3 separate regions of the Mus musculus genome follow, and regions 2 and 3 are each linked to region 1. The links are chromatin contacts, called in public HiChIP or PLAC-seq and Micro-C maps. All regions are on one chromosome and are shown on one strand. The core of a region is the stretch at or near the end of the contact, and the rest is flanking DNA. Distances in the headings are between cores, read along the strand shown. Region 1 overlaps Trim2 (tripartite motif-containing 2). Region 2 has its middle 24 kb from the start of Sfrp2. Region 3 has its middle 26 kb from the start of Tmem154.

Region 1 (2,812 bases), core at 164-2,663:
AAATAAAAAAACCAAAACCCCTGGCTTTTCAAAAATACACCTGTAATCCAATCACACCAGAGAGGGGGGTGAAGAAGGGGAATGGCTTGGGACAAATAGTCCCTGTCTGAAAATAAATAAATAAAACTTAAAAATGATAAACAAAAGTATGACATTATCAGAAGGAGGTAGCAGGACCAACTTGAAAGCAAGAGTCTTAGGGCCCATGGCTGAGATGTCTCAGCAGAACATCAGGTCAATCCCACCAGCCTGGCAACTGTGATTCAACCCCTGCGAGCACATAAAGGTGAAAGAGAGAATGCATGCACGCATGCACACACGCATGTACGCACTCACATGCGTGTTTTCCTACACACACACAATAGCATGTGTCACCACACACACTAATAATAAATACATTTTTTTTAAAAGAGCAAGAACCTTATAAAAACTGGGGTTGGAACAGAAACCAAAGAAATGACCTTAAAGAAACCCCAGTGATGTAGATCTTGTTGTGTTTCAGACCCCAGGACAAAAGCTAAGGTGCATATTTAGCGTACCAATGTGGACCTGGCCTCCAGGTTCCCCCAGCATCCCTCAGTCTCTGTTACAGTGCATACCCCGCCCTCTACCCTGAATTTTCCAGCCAAGAGGCTGGGCTGCCCCACCCCCAGAAGCTCCTCCCTATATAATCCAGACATTTAGGTCTCTCTTCTCTCTTCTGTCTCTCATAGAGTGCTCTCTCTCTTTCTCTTCCCCTTCCCCTGTGTCTCCCTCCTCATGGCAATTTTCCTGGCCTCCTTCTTGGGACCAGTGAATGTGCCTGTGAGTGGGCTTCCCAATAAACCTGCCTTTAGATACTTTAATCAGGTTTGGATTGGCTCATTTCACTGGCAAAGAAATAACTTATCAGATCCTTGCATCTGTGAAACTGGCACTGTCCCGATAGTCATAGGGTGGCTGCTGACAAACAGCAGAGGAAAGGCAGCTGGGAGACACCTGAGGAGAGCAAAGGAACACTGATCTGCTGTCCTTGAGGGACAGGCAGGGACAGACATTGCCTGTGGTTCTTCTTCATTTAACCTTTGGCTAAGGACAAAGGCCATTGTGTCTCTAGAAAACTCAGTGTGAAACAGGATATAGAAAAAGAAATGGTATTAGCAAAAAGATTCCATTTGCTTTCTAGAATATACAGCTGGTGCTGGAAGAAAGAAAATAGAGGCGCCCAAAACACCAACATGTTTTTGTACCATACAGAAATAAGGCCACGAGTCTGAGCATCAGCAGAAATGGCAAAGAACCGCACTGGGGCAGGAAGACATTCAGTCAAACTCTACGTTAATCCGATCAGAATCCAGGGCAGGAAGTTCTTTGCTTTTGCAATGAATGAGGGCGTTCTTGGAAGCTGCCAACATTGGGTCACCAGAGCAGTGGGACAAAGCTCACTGCTGAAAGAGGTTCTGCTGTGCATCTGGCCATCGAGGTGCCATCAGCCTCTATCTGTTGGCCCATTTGTAAATAAGACCTCAGGATGGGAGGGACATCAGTCAGCCACACTGCCCGGTTTTAAAACAGGCTAGATAAAACAGGCATAGCTCAGCAAGGCCACTCAGCAGGTAAAAAAACAAAAAAACAAAAAACCTTTACCATTCAAGTACTTGCAAGCTTGAGTTCCTGTCCCAAATCCCCCATAGAGGAAAGAGAACTGTCTCCCAAAGTTGTCCCTGACATTCACATGAACGCCTGCACTCACACAGACACAAATAACACACACGCGCGCACACACACACACACACACACACACCACAGACACACACCACCAAAGACAACAAACTGCCAATTAGTAGTGAAATCTCCTTCGCCACCTACCTCCTCCTCCTCTCCCAACCCTCTCTCTCTTTTCAAGAGCTAAAGACCACACCTCCCCTTGTGCATGCCTGCACTGGACCAGGCCCTCATTCCTAGGAGCACCTTTTGTCTTGTCAGAGATTCCCACTGTTTCTTTCTCCTGAACCCTGTTTGCATCCGTTTATCTTGAAAGACAATTGATGCTAATGACTTTTTCCTGGCAATTGAAATAGATGCTGCTTAACACCGCAAGACAATGTGGATAGAGACAATGTGGATAGACCGTTCAAGTGTTTGTAAGGCAGCTTATCATGAAAATGAAGTAGGGATCCTAGAAGTTGGAAGTTATTTGGGCCCAAGCTTTACCTTCCCAGCTCCTTAGGAAATCTATTTGGTCTACAGACAAGTCTCTCCTGTCTCTACAGTATTCTAAGTGAGTGGTGAGGCTGGAGATGTGTCTTGGCCTTAGAGCACTTTCCTAGCTTGTCCAAGACCTCGGGTTCAATCCTTAGCTACACAGCTTGTATACACACACGTGCAAGCATATATATGTACACAGAATATTGAAAAGTTGTAATGAAGATAAAGTCTTACATAACACTTATGTAAAACAATACATATATTAACAGTACTTATCAAATCACTTCCTATTTTCATCTAAAAGATCCATTTCACAATTACTTGTGTTGGCTACTAACTGATTGACAGAATTTAAGGGAGCTATAAGTATTAGTAATAATTTCTAATGGTAATTAAACTATTAGAATGGTAGTGGAGGTGCACTCATTTAATCCCAGCACTCAGAAGACCCAGGCAGGCAAATCTCTGAGTTGGAGGCCAGCCTGGTCTACAGAGGGAGTTCCAGGATAGCCAGGGTTACAGAGTAGTAACTCTTGTCTTGAAAAGAAAAAAAAGAAAAAAAAAAGAAAAGAAAAGAAAAACAGAAAAAGACAGAAAGGAAGAGAGAGAGAGAGAGAGAGAGAGA
Region 2 (3,114 bases), core at 300-2,799, 390 kb before region 1:
CACACCGCAAGCATTCTGTGTTAGCTAAGGTTTTGGTTTTGGTTACTTCCATTCACAATTTCCAGGCCTTCACATCCTCTTTCCCTCCAGCTAGAGCACTGTCCCTGATCGTGCCAGGGAGATCTCTGGAGATAGTCAACAGCGGCAGCATCACCAGGAACCCTGTTACAAATAGAAATTCTCATGTCCTGGCCAACATCTCCTGTACCAGAGCACCTCAGGGAGGGTCCAGAAGTGGAGAGCTGTTGTAGCCTTTCTGATAGAGCCAAGCTCCCGGCATGCACACTGATCCTCACAAGTGGTCCTTGAACCTGCGTCTGTCCCTATCCTCTGCTAGGAAGTAAGTTTCCTGATTGCAGAGATGTGACCATCTAGCTGGTCATTTGATCTACGGTAGTAACATCTTGTGGGTGATGACGTAAAGGCACATCCTATAGGCTGGATGATTGACTGGGTGTTTCTTCATTGTATGCTTGAGTAAATCTACACTTGATGTTAGGAGAGAGGTGCCCTCTGAAGGTAGAGGGCAAAGGTACGTTGTGAGTGGTCTCCCAAGAGACCCTACAGGTCCTGGAGCACCACCCTGAGGACCATAAAGTTCTGCATACTCTTCCCTGCGGGACTTCTCAGCTTTGTTATCTTTGAAAGTACTGAAGGTGGAGGAACAGTGGACCCGGGAAACAAGAAAGCTCCAAGCTCATCGTGTGGGCTGCCAACCAGACTCTGTTCTCCTAATGGACCCCCTCTACCAGAGAGCTAAAAAGGAAACCTCTTTCTGCCTCCCCCTCCTTCCTTCTGTCTATCAACCCCTTCCCTCAGCTTCTTCCAGTCTTCTGCTCATCTCCTCTTCCTTCCTCCTCTTCCCTTCCTTTCTTCTGTGCTCTCCTCCTCTCTTCCTACCTTTTTTCCCTCCTCCTCTCCTACTCTTCTACCTTGCTGTCCCTGTCCTCCTCTTACTCTTTCCTCCTCTCCTTCCTCTTCCTCTCTTCCCTCCTCCGCCCTTCTTCCTTTCTCATGCCCTCTGGTCGCCCTCCTCCCTTGCCTTATCCTCAGCACACCGTTCTCCCTCTCCCTTTACTCTTCCTTTACCCTCCCTCTTCCCCACCACTGCCCCCTTGCCCACTCCGATCCATTGGTTCTGAACTCCCCACCCCTCTTCCTACCTGTTCCGGACCCTCCTCCAGCCCAGTCACCTCTGGTTCCAGCAGAGAGTACAGGGCGTGGTGGGACGCAGGACCTTTCATCATGTAGGAGGACCCGCAGAACGTGCCCATGCCACACTGAGGAGTCCCTCACTACGCTAGGGAGGTGCGCAGTGCATGGTGACCTGGGCTCCGGAGGAGGTACCACTGCAGCCACAGCCAGGCCACCCGCCCGGCCACTGTCAGCTCGGCTCCAACGCGGACTCTGCTACACTCTCCCGGCGGGGATCCGACGCGGCGACGATCATGGCGGAGCTCAAAGCGGCGGCCGTGCTGGAGGTAGCCCCGCAGCTCGAGCAGGTACCCGCGGGGTGAGAGCCAGGGACCCCGCACGAGTCCTGAGGATGTGGCCCCGCAAGCGCGAGACGCGGTCTGTTCTCCAAGACTCCGCCCACAGGGATGTAAGCCGGCCCCGGACGGAGGCAGGGTCTCCGGACCTTCTGGGAAATGGCCCCTTTCTCGTTCCTCCTTCTCTCCGGGCTTTCTTCCTTCTCTTCATCCTCTCTCCCAGGCTGTTCCCTATCTGTTCCCACCAGTTCCCACTGGCTCAGGGTAAAAGAGAGGCGAGGCACTGTACTTCCACCTTCTCCTTCCGCCTTGAGGTAATCAATCTAAGAGTGCTCTGAGTCACTAGATGTCACCTTAAAGGGTTACTTGCTGGGCTCTGCCCCAAGGTTCGGATTCAAACCTATGTGGTGGGGCCTACCTCCAGGGAGTTGATGATGCTGATACTTGAAGTTTCTCCGGGCTAGTTCTTGCCTCCTATTGGTGGGAACTGAAAATTCAGTCTAATCTTTGTGTTTGCTCATGGGACAGTTCTTCTGCGCTGGCCCACACTAGAACTATATGTACAGGCGAGATATTGAAACTATCAGAGACTGGCTTTTCTTCTGGAGCCTGAATCCTTAAAATAAGGACAAAAGTATCCCACTGAAAGTGGAAGACTGGCCACAAAAGACTGCTCCTGATGTAAGGAAAAGAGCAGGAGAAGCTGGGAGCGTGGCAGGAGGGTGTTCCTTTGAGCTGGTCTTAGAGAACTGATTGCTGCTTTCAGTTAGACTTCACAGAGCTGGGGACATAAAGAAAGACTGGAGTAGCTACTGATAAGGTTGTTTGTTTGTTTGTTTGTTTGTTTATTTTTCTCGAGACAGGGTTTCTCTGTATAGTCCTAGCTGTCCTGGAACTCACTCTGTAGACCAGACTGGCCTCGAACTCAGAAATCTGCCTATCTCTGCCTCCCAAGTGCTGGGATTAAAACCAATGCCCGGCCTGACAAGGTTATATATGATAATTCCCCACAGCTCTAAACCTCAGCCTGTTCTCTTTCCCCCTAATCACCTTTAGCATGTCTGGTTGTGCATTGTCTGAGAACCTCCATCAGCATCAAAGGTTCAAAAGAGCTGGCTCCTGGTCATATTTGTTGGCTGCTGGCTTCCTAGTATCCAGAACTGAGTCTAGCAAATGGCAAGTCCTCAGTATAGACTTGTTAGGTGAATAATTCACTGACCAAATGAAAAATAGGCTCAAACAGCATGACCTAGGGCCTCAGCTCCCAGTCCTCCTTCTCAGGCAAACACCAACCACCGGCCCTGTAGTCTAGTGAGCCAATTTAAATACCTTTTGTACATGTGAAACTTCTCAAATCTCACAAGCGATTTCAAACAATTTTTAAAGGCAAGAACCACTTATGCAGAAAGAGAGGTCATAACTTTTTCTTTCAAGAATTTTGTCTGGTGCAGTTAGGACAACAAGCTGTCTTATAAGAAGGGGATTAAGTTCTGAAGAGCACCTGTCTGGCATGTATGAGATTCTGGATTCCAATATACATATATGAGAAAGAGAGAGAGCAGTTCTCAGAAAAGAAGGGGAAATGGTAAGAACAAAGAGAAGTTTCTGAGAAGAGGAGGTTTGA
Region 3 (2,930 bases), core at 281-2,780, 460 kb after region 1:
GTCCTGCTGTTCCTGGTCTGGTCATTGCTCCCCCTGCTGTATTGCGGAGAGTGAAACCCAGGGAGGTTGCCTGCAGAGCTGGGGCACCTGCCTTGGGCCCACGGCCTGAGGGAAATGGGTTTAATCGCAGTTAACTGAGTTTGGGTTGGCTACAAGAAGCCCTAGCACCAGGTAACTGCACTTCAGCCATTCGTGCCTTTGAGGGTGCTTTTCTGAGCTTCATCTCCACTACCACATTGCTGGGTGGAGTTCTCAGAACTCTTCTGGTTTGAGAGTCGCCTAATTGACAAATCTAAATTAAAAAAAATTTTTTGATACAATAGGCCTAAGAGGTTTTCCATTTTAAAATATTTATTATTATTGTTATTATTATTATTATTAATTTGTGTGAGGGGTGGGGGTGTGTGCACACGTGCGCCCCACATGGCATGCATGCCCTGGAAGACAGAAAAGGCTGTGTCAGGTTTCTTAGAGCTAGAGTTACTGGTAGCCGTGAGCTGCCTGTTATGGGTGCTGGGAACTGAACTTGGAATCTTTGCAAAACCTGTAGTGCTTACCCACTGAGCCACTGATCAAACTAAGATCTTTCTAACAGCAGGCCTGCAGCTCCATTGCCGCAGAGGGAGGGAGTGACCTTCAGCATCATGAGAACACAGCACAAAGGGCCCTACCCTGTCCTGCCCTGCCCTACCTCACCCCACCCTGCCTCACCCCTGTGGCCTGCATAGTCTCTGCAGGTAGGAAGGACAGTATGGAGTATTAGGGCCTCATGTTTCTGCTCACTTGGCTGTGTAATAGACACAGAGGAGGCCCATGGCTACGCTCCATGGATGACTGCAAGAAACACTTGTTTCCAACGCTACAGACAGAACTTCCTAACCCAGTGCTGGACAGCTTCATCCGAGTGGCTCAGTTTATAATGCAACCTAAATTCACAGATAGGAGCTGCCTCTCTCCCAGGAAATCATGGCTCTCCCTTTGTCTCTAACACAGGCATGGCCAATCCCTGCTTCCTCCCACACTCCTGCCCTCAGAAGTCCACACACCTAACTGGATGACTTGGTGACATTCTGGCCTGCTTTACCAGATGTTTTCAACCTGTAACCAGCAGCCACACTTAGCTTCTTGTGACTGAAGATAGTTATAAATGTAGTTATAAATGTAGCCCACAACACAACGTAATAAATGGACCTAGAACATGAGTTAGTTTCTTCTGTAGTATTTTTGTAACTCATTTCGTGGTTACTGAGCATGAACTTTGTAGAAGATATCGTTGTGTTGCAATGGCAGAAGGTTGGACTTGTCTAGGTCTCCTCTATCACAGCATATTACACTTGAGACAGCCTCAAGCAACATCTAGGTTTCTGTCACCACTGTGCCTCCAACCAGCTACTAACAGAATTCAAAGTGTATCAGGATCGGGGCTGCAGCTCCTCCCCCAACTGTTCCATTCCTCCAGACGGGAGCAAGCAAGGTCATTTCCCCAGGACACAGTGGGCATTCCCTCCCTGGTTGCTTTGGTCACTCTTCCACTGGGCTTGCGCCACTTCCACCACCACCCCCAAGCTCCCAGCAGCTGTCCTTTAGGTGCTGTGAGCACAACCAGCTGCAGGCTGCCTGCTGTCCCCTAAGACATGGGGATTGTTCTTCTAGGATAGGAATGGGGGACACAGGGCAGCTCTCCTCAGGCCCTCCCTTGAGAGAAGGGGTGCCTTGCAAATTACAGGAGATAAACATTCATTTGCATGATTAAATGAATCACCTTATCAAAGGCTCATACCCGGGCATCTGCGATTTCCGAAGGTCCCATTATCAGCTCATTTCCGCCTAGAAAGGTCAATGATAATCTCTTTGGAAGAGAGATTCCCTTAGAGTCAGTCTGCAATATTTAATACTTAACTGCGCCAGCAGCGGGCAAGGCCTTTGGAGGGCTGTCCTGGGATCAGAGTTAAACTGTAGCGTATCTCAAGTTCTCCTTTCTTTCCCTGGGCTCCCACAGGATCAAAATTAGGAAAATAATTAAGAACTCTTCCTAATTACCAGTGTCCTGGCTTCCCTTTCTGCTCAATAATTTCCAGGTCTATCTATAGCACGTTCAGTCTTAGCTGCAGAGCTGTCTTTGCCAAAACCCAATATACAAGATAGAAAAACAGCAGAGGCAGCCGTGATTTTGCCTGCTAGAGTCTTCTAACTTCAGGAGTGTTTGGGGGTTTTCTGGGACCCTGGTTGCTACCAGTAACTACAGGGCATCTCCAGGACAAAGGAAGGCCTGCATTAGCCTGCACTCGGTGGAGTTTTCTAAGCAGTGATTAAATGCCTGTTTAAAATCAATGATTAAGTCATTAGTTAAACAGTTCAGCAGATCATGGTCTGACGTTTAGTAATGACAAATCTTCCTGGACCTCGCTGCGGATGGAAAGGTTTGGATTTCTATCCAAGCTTAGAGAACGGATATCCACCTTTAACAAGATCTGTATCTAGATTGAATGTTAGGGAAGGTTAAGATCTCTTAAAAACAGATTTTAAGAGCCAATGTCATACAAACCAACAAAAAGGACAAAATCTCCTGTCAGCTATTCTTCACTCTGCAGGGACTTGCCTTGTCTCAAGGCACAAAGGGCCTCATCATAAGGCTTCCATCCGTCCACGAGCTCCTCTGGTCCATCTCTTCCTAGAGGCAGCTGGAGTTGAGGCTTAGAGGAGGTGGTGAAAGGGAAGGATGGGGGAGTAGAGGGACTTGTAGCTTAGATTTTTTTTTCAAATCCTATTTTTAATAACGGTTCTTAAATGCTTTAACCTCCCTTCTAGCCCACCACCCACCGGAGGCAGTAGAAAAGAAAGGTTATTAGGATACAGGGAAGATGGACCTATTTAAAAATTGTTGTTTGGAGCAAATTCCATCTGCCTTGTCAGGAAATCAGCAGTTCAGT

Evidence for each region. Hi-C and Micro-C count contacts between places; a contact is called where the count stands out from the background. HiChIP or PLAC-seq counts read pairs in DNA pulled down with a chosen protein or histone mark.
Region 2: a contact with region 1 is called in an H3K27ac HiChIP or PLAC-seq map of embryonic stem cells, with 2.4 times the contacts expected there. The contact joins two enhancer-like sites. A contact is called at or near these places in 1 of 39 promoter capture datasets (the C10 cell line), 1 of 484 Hi-C or Micro-C datasets (the G1E-ER4 cell line), 2 of 115 datasets of contacts at active chromatin or transcription factors (the 230-238 cell line and embryonic stem cells) and 1 of 9 other capture datasets (liver).
Region 3: a Micro-C map of embryonic stem cells shows a contact between it and region 1, with 2.2 times the contacts expected there. The contact joins two enhancer-like sites. A contact is called at or near these places in 3 of 484 Hi-C or Micro-C datasets (all in embryonic stem cells) and 5 of 115 datasets of contacts at active chromatin or transcription factors (all in embryonic stem cells).

The regions. Positions count from the first base shown.
Region 1 is chr3:84,179,903-84,182,714 of GRCm38.p6, forward strand. All of the region lies in intron 6 of Trim2 (tripartite motif-containing 2), which reads right to left. Among named protein-coding and RNA genes, the nearest start is that of Mnd1, 26 kb to the left of the region's middle. Within about 2 kb of position 1,414, at least 22 of the 459 cell types and tissues checked have an H3K27ac peak or open chromatin away from gene starts, as enhancers often do. A contact at or near this core is called in embryonic stem cells, where this site is marked.
Region 2 is chr3:83,788,407-83,791,520 of GRCm38.p6, forward strand. It overlaps the pseudogene Gm7115. Among named protein-coding and RNA genes, the nearest start is that of Sfrp2, 24 kb to the left of the region's middle. Within about 2 kb of position 1,550, at least 133 of the 459 cell types and tissues checked have an H3K27ac peak or open chromatin away from gene starts, as enhancers often do. A contact at or near this core is called in embryonic stem cells, where this site is marked.
Region 3 is chr3:84,638,396-84,641,325 of GRCm38.p6, forward strand. No RefSeq gene overlaps it. Among named protein-coding and RNA genes, the nearest start is that of Tmem154, 26 kb to the right of the region's middle. Within about 2 kb of position 1,531, at least 51 of the 459 cell types and tissues checked have an H3K27ac peak or open chromatin away from gene starts, as enhancers often do. A contact at or near this core is called in embryonic stem cells, where this site is marked.